Linked DNA regions of Gossypium arboreum: regions 1 and 3 are each linked to region 2. The links are chromatin contacts, called in public Hi-C maps. All regions are on one chromosome and are shown on one strand. Each heading gives the region's core, a stretch centred on a gene start, on an enhancer-like site or on the middle of the called end of the contact. The rest is flanking DNA. Distances are from core to core; before and after follow the strand shown.

Region 1 (4,860 bases), core at 1,519-4,018, 520 kb after region 2:
GGAGGTGTTTGCATCATTAATGGCGGAGGTGTTTGAAACCCATAAGGTGATGGGGATTGGTAAAAAAAAGAGCTCTCCGACGACCCCTCCTGCGATCCCTCGCGCGACGGCTGCCTATAGATCAACGGTCCATTCGGAGTAATCGAAAATGGAGATGAACCGGGCCATGCATTCCAACCTGCCATAGGACTAGAAAAAGAAAACATATAAGGGCTAGGATACATAAAAGGGCTAGGATACGTACCTGGTATCATCTGAAGAGGCTGTGTTGTGGGTGTCGACGGTTGAATTGTTGGGTCCGGTGACTGTGTAGGTCCTGTTGCTGGGCCGGGTGATTGTGTGGGTGCCGTTGATGGGCCTGCGTCGTCGTCCTTTATTCAAGGATTTAAAGGGCCACGTCGTTCCCTTTGGACACGCAATTGCCGCTGCCTCTCCTCTTCTGACAGTAAATATGGCTTGCCATGGATCCTAAACCATGGCATGTATTCCGGCACGCACGCTAACTCTGGAACGATGATCGGTTCCCGAGTAGGTATATAATCATACCGATCTTTCCACATTTGGATATAGTGTGACCAGAATCTCGGCCAATCCGTATGCAATTGCCGTAAGTCGATTTTGTAATGATCATCCAACACCTCAGGTGCCACAGGAATCAGTTGTCGGAATCCAAATTGCCGTAATACTCTGTCTGATTGGTGCATCTCCACAATAGCAAAGTTGACCAATGGGACCTTCACGTGCCAAGCGTTCGGATTTTGCAAGTATTCATCCGGAATTACTGGCCGAATTGCCGGATCCTCGTATGGTGTCCATTGAAACTATATAAAAATGATGGAAATATTAGTTAAATAAAAAATACTAAATACTAAATACGAATCCACTATTTTATTATGTATGTATATATATACATTTTTAATACTTACTTGTGCTTCTGACCGTTGCTCTAATAGAAGCCGTATACCTTCAAGACAGGTAGGTAATCGAGCATAACTTGCCGAATGGTTCCACCTAATTAAATAAATTTTTAGCATATGATTATATTTTAAATCTACGTAATAATTGTAAAATCTAATATAAAATTTACCTCATTATGAGTGGGAATGTATATGGGTGATCCACTCGAGGACGTAAAAATGGAAAGTGAAACCGTGCCCATGATTGCAGTAGTGATAGGCAACCTCCGATTTTCGCTTTATTCGATCAGTAGCCGGGCATCTCCGATGCAGTGTTGCCAACACGGCAGACCCCCAACTAAATTCACCAGCTGCTCTAAAATCAACGAGTTTCAGCAGCCATCTCAGATGTACAAGGTTTTGTGACAAGTCCGGCATCAGATAACCTCCAATTATCTGAAGAATGTATGCTCGTGCATATCGAATTTTTTCTAGTTCAGTAGAATCATCATCTGGCTCCAGAAATGTGTCTCGTAACCAGCCCATCTCGATCCGACCTCCGTTAATATTATCCGGAATAGCACCCAAAAGCTCATAGCATACCGCTCCCCAATCAGCAAAATGAACGGACCCAGTGACTACGTCCCCGTCCACCGGCAATCCTAATTGCAAATGCACGTCTTCCAAAGTGATAGTGCACTCTCCACATGGAAGATGAAATGTGTGCGTCTCGAGTCTCCACCTTTCTATCAACGCACTAATAAGTTTCGGGTCCAACTTGCACCCCCGGTCTATCATCGCCACGTGCCAAAAACCCGCTTCCCGTAGGCAATCCTCTATCAACGGTGATGGAGGACCAGTCATGTTACGGATATTGCATTGCAATATCCGATCTCTGACTTTTATAAGAAATAATAAAATAAAATTATTTAAATTTGCATAAATGATGAAATCTTAAATAATATTTAAATATTAAATTTAACACTTACCATTTGCATTTGTTCGACGGATATGTGTTTATCATCAAAGCGAATTAATTCTCCGGCCATTGCTAACACGATCAAATTTTTTTATTTTAAAAAATAAATTTAGAAAAAATAAAATTAGAGCTTTTTTGAAAAAATTAACTAGAGTTTTGAGAGGAATTTAAGAGAAATTTGAGAGATTTGAGAGAAATTTGAGAGAATATTGAAAGATTGAAGATTGAAAGGATTTAACTGTGAAAAAAATGAAAGGGGTGGGGGTTTTATAGTTTTTTTTTGGACCGTTGGGGGTTACCAACGGTAAAAAAAGTAGCCGTTACTACTGTTCAAACACGGGGAAAATGCTTCCTCAAGGAAGCGCTTTGCCTCGTGAATGAAAAGTCGCCCTCAAGGCGTTTTACATCACATAAATAGCAAAGCGCTTCCTTGAAAGCGCTTCCTACTTTTTCCCCTGACAACGCGCTGACGTGGACGCGTTCTATAAAAACTGACCCATTCCGGTAAATTATTTCTGACCTGGCCCATTTCGGTAAATTTAAAAAAAAGAGACTTTTATTGACAATTTGCCCAATATTTTTATTTATTAATATAATTATTTTTATTTAATTAGATTTTAATGGTGTGGTGTTGTGGTGCTTCTTGATTCATTCTGAATTTTTTTAAAAAATGAATGTAATAGTAATGGCCAACATTAATTACGAAATAAATTTTAAGTACCCAACAAAAAAAACATGAATATTTTTTTTGAAATTAAAAAATATAAATATTTACGGACTACCTCTATTCAATTAAACCTGAAATATTTATAGAAATCGGCTCGGGACTGAAATCTAGGTCCAAATCTGATCCAAAGCGGGCCGGGCTGATGGGCAAAGCTGAATAACTCCCTCCAGATGGAACTTAATCTAAAAGAGGGTAACTTTGTAACTGTACAGTAATGAGAAAAGGACCTTGTTGATTCGCCTGTCCTCTAGTTTTAGAAGGCAGACCTTTTTCCTTTTTTTTTTTTCATTTGGATATCTCATTTCCTTGAATTTTATTTATCAATGGCGAATACCCAGTTGCAGAAATACGGGACATTATCAAGGGAGCAATTGTCATATCTATTTGATCGATTCTCTCTTCTTATTTCCCAGCCAGGTATTTTCCATGTTTTCTTTCATTTCCTCTACTTTTTAATTGCCTTCGTTTCTCCTTTTTTTTTCCATCCTCGTGAGTAGTAACATTCTCCTTATCTTGGAAGACTTTAAGAAGAGGATTGTAGACGCTGTGAATGACAAGCAGGTTGGTTTATTTATTTATTTATTTAAAATTTGCTTTTAGTTTCTGTGGTTAGGAATTAAGGGCTTGAGAGCTTCAGCTGGATACATAAATTCACTTTTGAGGAGAATGCTTCGTTTGTGATTGGTCTAATTCTGTTTTTGATCCCTTTACTAAGTCAAAATTTAGTATTCTATGCTTCTACTTTCATTTTACATAATTTGGTCTCTCTATTTTTTATAATATATGACTAGTATAGGTGGAAATTGATAATATTGTTCTAATGATGACATGGATTATTTTCAAACTACTTGATCTTCCATGTAAATTTATTATTGATCAACATGGTCGACAAGATTTTCATGTGAGCCTGAATGTGTGATCGAATAATAATTATGCAAATGGCTTTGTATTTTAACAAAATTCTTTTAGGCTTTGCTTGGTTGGGTGGGAAGAAAATTGGAAAGATGGAAAATCGAAAGGGTGGAAAATTAGAAAGATGGAAAATATAAATTTTCTTTCCATAAAGAAGCTTGGTAGGGAAAGGTGGAAAAATTGAAAGAAAATTACATATTGTTTCTTTCTACTGCTTGGTAGAGTTTAAAAAATGAGATGAAAAAAAAAATGAAACTTTTGAAAAATGCATAGCTTTGAACTTAGGTACACTGCTCATTTCCTCTCCTCTTGTCATTCCAATTTGGAATGATTGGTTTTTATGCATTAGGATGGAAAATGATCATTTGTTCTATTTTTCTTTCCTCTCATTTTTCTTCCCTACCAAGCATACTCAAAATTTCTTTTCTTTCCACTTGTCCATTCCCTCCTTCTCTACTTCCACTTTTTCACCCAACCAAGCATACCTTTAGTTCGTTATGTTGGTTTAAATATGTTCCTTTTTTATTATGTAAACTGATTTTGATCATGCGTTAACACTATGCTTTTAGACTGTTGTCATTTGTCATTTAGTACTTCCGTTTGAGTTGTACTTGTGGACATGAAAGTAAGACTTCAGAATTTAGATATGGCCTTTGTAGTATCATAAGGAATGTTGATTATTTTTAAGTGTCTTAACCCCATTTAAAGATTTACAAATCCTTCTGTAGGAACCGGTTGCTGTTACCACGGCAGTTCAGGAAGAGATACTTTTGGAGATGGGTATTGGTAAGTTTGTCTTTCTATATCATGAATTACGATTGGAATAATTTTAAGCTTACATGATCCTACAATTGTAAAATGTAACCCATGTTTATCTTTTACATTTTATGTGAATAGATGCTAGGTGTTTGTGGTCATTGGTTTGTTTCTTTAAAGGCACATTCAAACTTCGTGTGACTATTGGTCATCCCATCATCGTCGAGCATATTTTGTAATCCTATAGTCTAACAATTAAATATCTCTTTTGTAATGGAAAGTGGGTTTCAGGGTATGGTAAAGTGATATTACCTCATTTCTGTTAATATTTGAAGGGAATTCCCTCTCCATTTTCATTTCAGAATGTAACATGGTTTTGTTGCAAAGCTGTATTCTGTCTACAAGAGCTGAATCCAGGAACTAGTAAAATGATTGATATAGTTTTTATTGGAGCTTTTGACAGTGTTTTACTTGATTTCATTTCTCTGCTACAGATCCTAGCTTCGGTCTTGCATGCCTGGGGAAAGTAAATATGACTTACGAGAATGATCAAGATTTGATGATTCGTTATTATAGATTTGTTGCCAAGT
Region 2 (4,574 bases), core at 842-3,341:
AGCAAAGTGGTAATCAATTAATCACAGGATTAGAGTAGGTAGATACAAACGTGCTATGGAGGAAATGTTTGATACCAAGGCACGAGATATTATTACAATGGCAAAAGGTCTAATCATGCTTTATGTTACCATGTATTGAGTTAGAAACGACACATCTCTACCCTAAAATGAGCATGGCTGAAATGAGGAAAGCTGCAGCAGCGGAGGACAAATCAGGAGATTGTTTTTAGATGATTGAATCCTGCATAATGTAGACCTAGAATGCTTTTGTGCACGAGTGGTTTTGGTAATGAAGAGGGGTAAAAGCTTGCAAAATATCACATAAATGTAAGTAGTTTGGCAGGAAGTAACCTAACAATGTAAACATTGATCTAGTGAGATGGAGATAACGGATTTCATGTAGCTTACTTTTGCAGAATGCTGATTGAGCTGCTGGATTTTCTCAAATTCCCATCAAATGCTTTTCTTATGATGAATAAGGGGATTATTAGCTAAGAATGAGCATACGTTCAGTCACTGTTTCAACCATGTTACGATTCTCTTTCATTTGAAGTGCAAATTTGTATGCAGTGTTACTTGAAGGCCATGATCTTTTTTTTTTTTATATATTATTCCTTTGTATGAATTCTCTGTTTACCTTCTTGCAGACTGCTACAAAAAATAAGAAAAGTAGTGATCTCAAATACGACATTTTCGGATGGGTAATCCTTGCTGTTGGCATTGTTGCATGGGTTGGATTTGCAAAATCTCAGATACCATCTTCACAGCTGCCACCACTACCACCACGATAATCACAGGATGCAAGCAACGCCCCGACATCTAAATGCTGTTTGCATTGATTCAAGCAGCCCTAATTTATGTTAGTTTAGTTTTTTTGACCTTATTCGTGCTTCTCGGCTAATGCTTGAACACTAGTCATTTACAGTACAATTGCTTTATTTGGAGAATAGTTGAGTGATTATTAACATGAAAAATTTTTCTGTTGATTATTTATTCGAATCTATACTTTTTGTTTTTGTTCAAATTTGTCAATAGGGAAAAGTGATTCTTTTTGTATATTAAAAAAAAAAAAAACAATATTAGAAGGATCTTTGGATTGAATTGAGAAGGGTAGATATACATTTTGCTACCTGAATTTGGCTTTAAGATCTAAATTGGTACTTTAAGTTTTTCTTTTTGGGTTCAGTTAGGTATTTGAATTTAGCTTTAAGGTTCAATTTGGTACTTAAAATTTAATCTAGTCCAATTAGATATATGAACTTGGCATTTATGGTTTAAATTGGTAATTGAACTTGGCTTTTTGGTCCAAACTAATAGTTACAATAAATGATTTATTTGAACCAATTTGAACTATGTAGCTAGTTTTTAACATATATCTTAACTAAAAAGGCAAGTTTAAGTACTTAATTTGACAAAAAAAAGAAAAAAGAAGAAGGGAATTTTGGGTACCAAATTGAGTCTTGAGGCCAAGTTTAGGTACCTAATTGAATTTAGCTTCAAGGTTCAATTTGATACTTAAAGTTTAATTTGGTCTAAATGGGTATATGAACTTGGCTTTCTGGTCTAAATTAATAGTTACAATAAATGATTTATTTGAACCAATTTGAACTAGATAACTAGTTCTTAAGCATATGTTTAAACCAAAAAGCCAAGTTTAGGTAACTTAATTTGACAAAAAGAAATGTTTAGGTACCAGGTAGTTAATTTGACAAAAAAAAGAAAAGAAAAGGAGTTTAGGTACTAAATTGAATCTTGAGTTCAAGTTAGATAACTAATTGGATAAAAAAAAACCTTTAGATACTAATTTAAACCTTGAAATCAAATTCATATACCAAATGTATATTTACCCAATTGAGAATTGTTTTTAAAGGATGGTATTTAACCAGAGTTTTAGATAATTGAAGGATAAGAGTGGATAGTGTGAATTTAATATTTGTGGTTTTTGCAAATTTAGATATTGGAGTGAATATCATATCAGTTCTAATTTAGATTAGCTTTTCAGCTGATAATTTCTTTAATTATTGTAAATTGTAGTGGCTTGGTGGATTTGGATGGAAAACAACCGTCATACGGGCCTAAGATCATTTTAATAGAAGTTGGGTTTATTTAGGCCTATATTGTGGCAATAAATAAAATAAATCGAAATTTCTTGCTGCTTCCGGTCATACTTGGCTGATCTCTATAAAATGTGAACCAAAAACAGTTGATTCATCATCATTCTTAACTGCTTTTTGAAACCTCTTCTCAATTCCAGATAAAACTAAAGCATTCATTCGTGCCTCCTGCAAATGGCGGGAACGAAACTGTTCCCTACCCAATCCACTCACTCCCTTTCCTTTCGCCACTTTTTCGCACTCGCTCCGCCGCGTGCGGTGTCGTATCCCACCCGTGTCCGCCTCGACTGTGCTAAACTCACTAGGCTTCGCGTCTTAGCTATGGCGGCTAAAAGGAGTCCGAAACGTCTCAAGTACTCTGCTCCTCGCGTTTCCAAGGTCTAATTTCTTCTCAATTTAGTCATGTTTATGATCTGTAAAAAACTAAAGTGAAAAAGAAAGTTGAAGAAATTGAAATTGACAGATAGATGATTTGGTTTACGTGGAAGTCGATCCTTCGGGAACTGAAAACTGGAAACTTGAACCTGTAATTGAACTTTTAAACCAAGGAGCTGTTGGTGTTATTCCTACTGATACTGTGTAAGAGCTATCAACATTACTTCTCTTATTATTTCTTTTACTTTTATTTTTGGTTTCTAGAAGCGAAAACCATGTTTCGATGTAAAAAATATAATGAAAACATCAAAATTTAGTGTTCTGTTAAAAAGGAAAATTTTGCATCATTTACTTTTGACTGAAATGGTTAGTACATTTGAACGTGTTGCAGTTTAGTACTTTTAGGTTTGATTGTTTTTTTAATTGAAGCAATTAACACAATGTGAAAAATTAAGGGTCAAAACAGGGCCTTACAACGTCCTTTTGAAATTTCTTAATTTCAATTTAATGTTGCTTTGTTCATATGTAGGTATTCTATAGTTTGTCATTTGAAAAGCCATTCAGCTATTGAACGTCTTCGAAGGTAGGTTACAGGTAGCAATTTTCCTTTTTATTTTTATTTTTTTATACTAATTTTATAGGTTTAAACCTTTATCTGAGTTCAATCTTTAGCTGATAAAAGCTGTTGTATATTCTCCTATTGCAGAATAAAAAACATTGAACCTTCCAAGGTAAATTTCAATACCTATCAAACTTGATGCTAACATTGCTTTTGGGCGCTTTTTTCAAATCAGAAGCGAAGTACCAAAATTTTCCATGCATCTATTTTTGCTTTTTTCATGTCCTTTTTACTGATTATGGCTTTGTGCAGCCACTTAGTATTTTATGCCGCTCTCTTCGAGACATTGACACTTATACGACGGGGTTCCCTCGTGGTGATGGCCAAGGTCATGCGAATATTTTTCGAGCTGTTAAGCATTGCTTGCCTGGGCCTGTAAGAATGTTCTTTGTCTTATTCTTGTTATTATTGTTAGCAGAAGGAACCTTAAGTAGCCATTGGTGGCATAACAGAGCCAGAATAGAAGGAATGCTTTGTTATTTATTGTTAAGATGAGGTGTAGGATCCACTTATTGTGGCTTCTTTGCAGAAATTCTTCTTGTTCTGCACTTAGTCTTAATGGCTTTAATGTTTATTATCTTCCTGCTTCCCCATGGTTGGCTAATCAATGAACACATCATAGTGGGATTTCAAACATGATGAACTCTTATGAACCTATGACCTTTTTGGCTAAATATGTTCTCCTTGCGTGTCTGCATGTTAGATTGCAGGGTCATGAAGTGGAATATTTGTGGGCAATAGGTTCCACAATTTATTCTGAATATATTTTTAACTTGCAACAAAATTTCTGTGGAAACAGTATACTTTCATCTTAACTGCTACCAAAGAGTTGCCAAAACAATGTGTGAGGTATGGCACAACTACAGCAAAATATTCTGCAAGGAAAAATGTAGGTGTTCGTATGCCCGATGATGCTATATGTCAAGCAATATTAGAAAAGATGGATGCACCTTTAATATCCACAAGGTTGGTATACTGAAGCTGCAAACATTAATAGGCCAGTGGATAAACCAAACTAATTATATGGCTCCAGCTTTTTATTCTCTATGTTCTTTATGATTTTATACTTAATGTCTTGTTCCCTTTTGCTAGTGTCAAGTGGCCTAAAGAAAATGAGTGGATGATAGATCCAGTTGTGATAGCTGATATATATGGAGCAGAGGTATGAACTTTGCCTGGTTCAATTTATCATACAAGGTTAAAATCTCACCTTGAGCTATGGCAGTATCTACTACTTTCCAGACAAATTATGCTCGGAGAGCAATAAACTTTCTTGGATCCCTCTTTAATGAACCACCTAGAATGTTGTACTTTTGATTTTAATATCAAGTTCATATGTCTATGTCATGCAAATATAATTTGGAGAAGTGAAAATAGAATGGAGCCAGTTAAATTATATATTTTGTTTCATAGCACTTGTTGCTTACACCTTATCTGCGGCTACTCAACATTTTACCCTCCAAATC
Region 3 (4,337 bases), core at 715-3,214, 660 kb after region 2:
GTAACATAAAATTGATTACTTTTATTGGTAATAAAATTTTAATATAATTATGAATTAAATCATTATAATTTATTCATTTATATTTTATTTAAAATTTAAATAATATCATATAATTTATTAAGTAATAATATATGTTTACTTATAAATTTGATTTTTTCCTTGTTTTCAATTGGATTTATCTCAAGTTTCAGCTTGAATCAAGTTTCTTATACTACTAAACATGATATTGAAAATTATGAAAAATTACACTTTATCAATCAAACATATTTTTAAACGCAGTGAAATATGTTTAGATAATTAAAATTATAAACATTTTCCAATTAAGTTGGAACCATTGAAAACACTAATTAGATATAAAAAATTATTTTAATATAAGAAAGAGATAATATATTTTTTGTCTTTGAACTTAGTAACTAGGTCCACTTTGATATATGTACTTTTTTATCCACCTTGGTACTTCAACTTAGCAACTAAATTCATTATTCTTGAACTTGAAAAATATAAAAGTTAGATGATGTGGCACTTGAGATTGTATCACATCATCACTTGAAATGTAAAAAGAATTATATAAATTTATAGGTTATGGCATGGTACAATATTAAAATATCGCATATAATGTTCTAATAACTGAACCAATGGTTGAATTAGTCAAATCACTAGTTCTTGACTCAATTGGTTTGACCGGTCCAACTATTATATCAACAATAATTAATTAAATAATAAAACAATTCATAAAAAAATTAAAAAAAGGAAAAAAAAAACTACATCTTTTTCAACTACTAGTTTGGTCCTATTTTTTTTTATTTTCTTTTTTTGATTTCAAGTAGTTTTCAATCCAATAGGTTCAACCCCTTTGTTTGAACTAATATATCGATAGGTTCTCGGTCTAATCAGTTCGATTGACTAATCCAGTCATGTTCGAAGAACACAAATCAAATCACTAAATCTGAATAAAATCCAAGTTTAGGGGATTAATATGGATTTGGTTGCCAAGTTCAGTATCAAAGTGAACAAAAAAGTACATATACTAAAATGGTAAGAGGCTCTCTATTGGTATCAAAGTAACCCAATAAAACTTTTTTTTTTTGGTTTTTTTTTCTAATATACAACACTCAAAATTTTAGATATTAAATTTTTTTATCACTTAACCCAATAAATATATGATTTGTAAGTAATACAATGGACACCCTAAGAAAATAAAGACACTCATTTGTATCTGGTGCAATAAAATATACTCATGCACTGTACAGGCTAGATGCATGTGTATCAATTAAAATATTTTTAATCATTTTGTAATTTATAGATTTGAGTTTCTATATGTTTTTAAGATAAATTACACTTGTAACCATCTAACTATTAGTAAATTAAGAATAATTTAAATTTTTAAGTAACATACTTAAAATTTAAAGTTTAAACTATGTAAACAAAATATTTTCAAAATAGATTAATAAAATCCAACTTAAAAAACCTTAAAAATAATAGATTTTATAAATGTTTTTCATATATGTATACTATATATACCATAAAAATATAATAATGATTTAAGATATTGAACTACAAAATATAAAAACTGTTCAAACTTAAATATAATATCAATTATTAAATTTCTATAAAATTATATTTATATACATTTAGTTCATATATACTTCTGTGCATCAATTAATTGATATATCTAACTATTATGATAAATTACATGGGGTTATTTGTGTGTATCAATTAAATGTATTTTTTAGGATTTTATAGATTTATAGAACTAAAATGCTTATGTTTTAAAAGTTAAAAGTTTTGATTAGGAAATGTGAAGGGTTAAATTTATTAAATTATTTAAAATTAGGATCAAATTGATAGAATATGTAAGTAATAACGACTAAATATATTATTATACCAGTTAGAAAAAGGCTTACATGAATGAATTCAAACGTTAGTGTTTAAATTGAAAAATTTAAAGTTAGATGAGCAAAACAAAAACATGAACGTAGTTGAGTGACCATTTGTATAATATACCCTTGAAAATAAAAGGTTTTGAAACGAATGCGATGAGGTTTCTTTATATCAGCTAACGATAAGCCCTCCCTCCTTTTCCAACCTCTCCTTCTTTGAAATTCAGCTGTAAGTCCAAAAATAAATCCTAAAAGTATAGAAATTTAAATTAGAAACCAGAAAAATAAATTAAAACTGCATAAACTAGCTTAAATTTATTGTTTTTTCTTTTATTCTTTTTGCTGAAAGGAAATGGCTACTGCAACAATGAGCTTCAATTTGGTGGGAGCATTTAGGGGTCTTTCTCTAGCATCAAGCTCGACGTCGTCCTTTATGAAAGGCGAAGTGGGTTCCATTCACAAAACGGCAGTCGTTTCGTTCCCGAGGAAGTCTCCGTTCCCTTTGACGATCGAATCGGCGCACAAAAAAGGAGCCGGTAGTACTAAAAACGGTCGCGATTCAAAGGGTCAACGACTCGGCGTCAAAATCTACGGCGACCAGGTCGCCAAGCCCGGCGCTATTATCGTTAGGCAACGTGGAACCAAGGTTCAATTTTTTTGCGTATTTAATTATATTTTTCTGATTCTTTTATAGGGAAATTTTTAGCTTCTAATTTCTAAAAAAAAAAATGTTATATTTGGGTTTTTTGAACTGAAAAAAAAAAAGATGCTGTAATGATGTCTTTTAAGACTTCATTGTAGAAGAAGAAAACGAGTTTGAAGGCTCAAAGCCAGAAAGCATTACAAATTAGGTTAACTTATGGCTTTTGTCCCTTATTATACTTGGGGATTTAGTGATTTGGACTAAGTTATAATGTTAATAATAGTAGGAGGATCAAAGTATGTTAAATTAAAGGACTAATATTGAAGTTGGGTATGGTACAAGGTTGAAAATCATAAATTTTCCTACAAATTACAACATTTCTAGCTTTAGTTGAGTAACCTTTGGAAAGTTTTGTTGCTTGGGTAGTTTCATCCAGGGAAAAATGTGGGGCTTGGCAAGGATCACACAATCTTTTCATTGATTGACGGACTTGTGAAATTCGAGAAGTTCGGAGCCGACAAGAAGAAGGTTTCAGTCATTTTGAATCACACTTTTAAGACTTTCAAATTCATGGTGTGCAGTTCATTCATTCTTATCATTGCATTCCTCAAGCTGATATGAATTCTGGGTTTTATGTGATTCATAGATTAGTGTTTACCCACGAGTACTTCAGCCTGAGAATCCCAACAGCTATAGAGCAAGGAAGAGAGAGTACTTCAGGATGCGACGTGATCAAACGAAGGCAAAAAAGGAAGGAATTTTAGTTCAACCTGAACTTGTGCTTGCTTCGGCTGCCGATGCTACGGATGATAATCCTGTTTGCTGATTGAATCCGTGAACTATATCTATATATGCTTTTCTTGTATTGAAGTTAGATTGGTATCTGGAAAGTGTACAAACTTGATGTATCCAATTTGGAAATTTTAATGGCTAGTTTCATTTGTTATTTTTGTCCATTTTTGGCATCTGATTTTAGTTCCCTCACATTCTTGAGAGGATACTGTTAGTAACTTAGCATTTAGCGATACTCGTTTTACAAGTATCTTAAAATGAAGTAAAATTGGAAGGTATCATGACATTCTCTTACAATGCATGTAAGTCATTAATCTATTATTTTCTCCTTGAAAATGAAGCTCCATCAATTTTATGTTGCTTTGATTCTTCATTTTTTATTTTGAAGCTTCCATGTCTGATGCATCTCTGAGTTGAGAATACTATTCTCTAAAGACTCTCGAAATACATGAAAAAGCTTTAAAAAGTTGAATATACCCGTGTTAGATAAATACCAATATCCGAAACTTGCACACAAGGGTGACCAACATAGAACATAACACCTCATGGAATGAAACTGATATTTTGACCTTAGTAACGTCACTGAACCTGCTTTCTTTCATCTGAGTGTAAATTCATCTGAAATTCTCTTGGAAAAGGATATCCTGTAATTCAGTAAGACCCCAAGTAAGCTCTATTGGTAGTTCACTATGAGCAAAGGATTGTATAGTTGTATTTTCCTAGTAGCACTACAAGATGATCATATGATAATATGTAAAAGACAATTTGTCCAGTAATCACATCCTTCGAAGTACCATCAAGGCCACAGTGCTTTAAACATTATCAAGACAGTTAAAATCTACATAATCAACTGAGAATATGTACACCACTTGAACGCTAATAGTGGAATCTTTTAAATTAACTTTTGGGCATACTAATATCACAAATTTAAGGAGAATTCATATGACCTCAGTTTTTGCACAAAAACACTGCCATAAAAAATGGCTGAATATTTTCATGGAAGGCCTCCTCAATCAGTCAAT

The links. Hi-C and Micro-C count contacts between places; a contact is called where the count stands out from the background.
Region 1: a contact with region 2 is called in a Hi-C map of leaf, with 5 times the contacts expected there. The contact joins the promoter of LOC108454855 here to the promoter of LOC108454799 in region 2. A contact is called at or near these places in 3 of 5 Hi-C or Micro-C datasets (all in leaf).
Region 3: a contact with region 2 is called in a Hi-C map of leaf, with 5 times the contacts expected there. The contact joins the promoter of LOC108454023 here to the promoter of LOC108454799 in region 2. A contact is called at or near these places in 3 of 5 Hi-C or Micro-C datasets (all in leaf).

What each region holds. Positions count from the first base shown.
Region 1 is chr9:17,678,350-17,683,209 of ASM2569848v2, forward strand. It overlaps LOC108454855, which reads left to right and starts at 2,769. Exons shown (of 8, transcript XM_017753459.2): 1 at 2,769-3,019; 2 at 3,123-3,163; 3 at 4,243-4,300; 4 at 4,765-4,858. The coding sequence starts at 2,926.
Region 2 is chr9:17,158,820-17,163,393 of ASM2569848v2, forward strand. It overlaps LOC108454799, which reads left to right and starts at 2,092. Exons shown (of 8, transcript XM_017753378.2): 1 at 2,092-2,492; 2 at 2,578-2,693; 3 at 3,019-3,072; 4 at 3,196-3,220; 5 at 3,361-3,483; 6 at 3,908-4,074; 7 at 4,201-4,270. The coding sequence starts at 2,289. It overlaps LOC108454716 (mitochondrial import receptor subunit TOM20-like), which reads left to right. Exons shown (of 6, transcript XM_017753264.2): 6 at 648-1,041. The coding sequence ends at 791.
Region 3 is chr9:17,816,660-17,820,996 of ASM2569848v2, forward strand. LOC108454023 (50S ribosomal protein L27, chloroplastic) reads left to right here and starts at 1,965. Exons shown (of 4, transcript XM_017752315.2): 1 at 1,965-2,109; 2 at 2,230-2,526; 3 at 2,950-3,051; 4 at 3,170-3,479. The coding sequence starts at 2,233. The coding sequence ends at 3,349. LOC108454022 (protein NUCLEAR FUSION DEFECTIVE 4-like) reads right to left here. Exons shown (of 4, transcript XM_017752314.2): 4 at 3,223-3,959. The coding sequence ends at 3,895.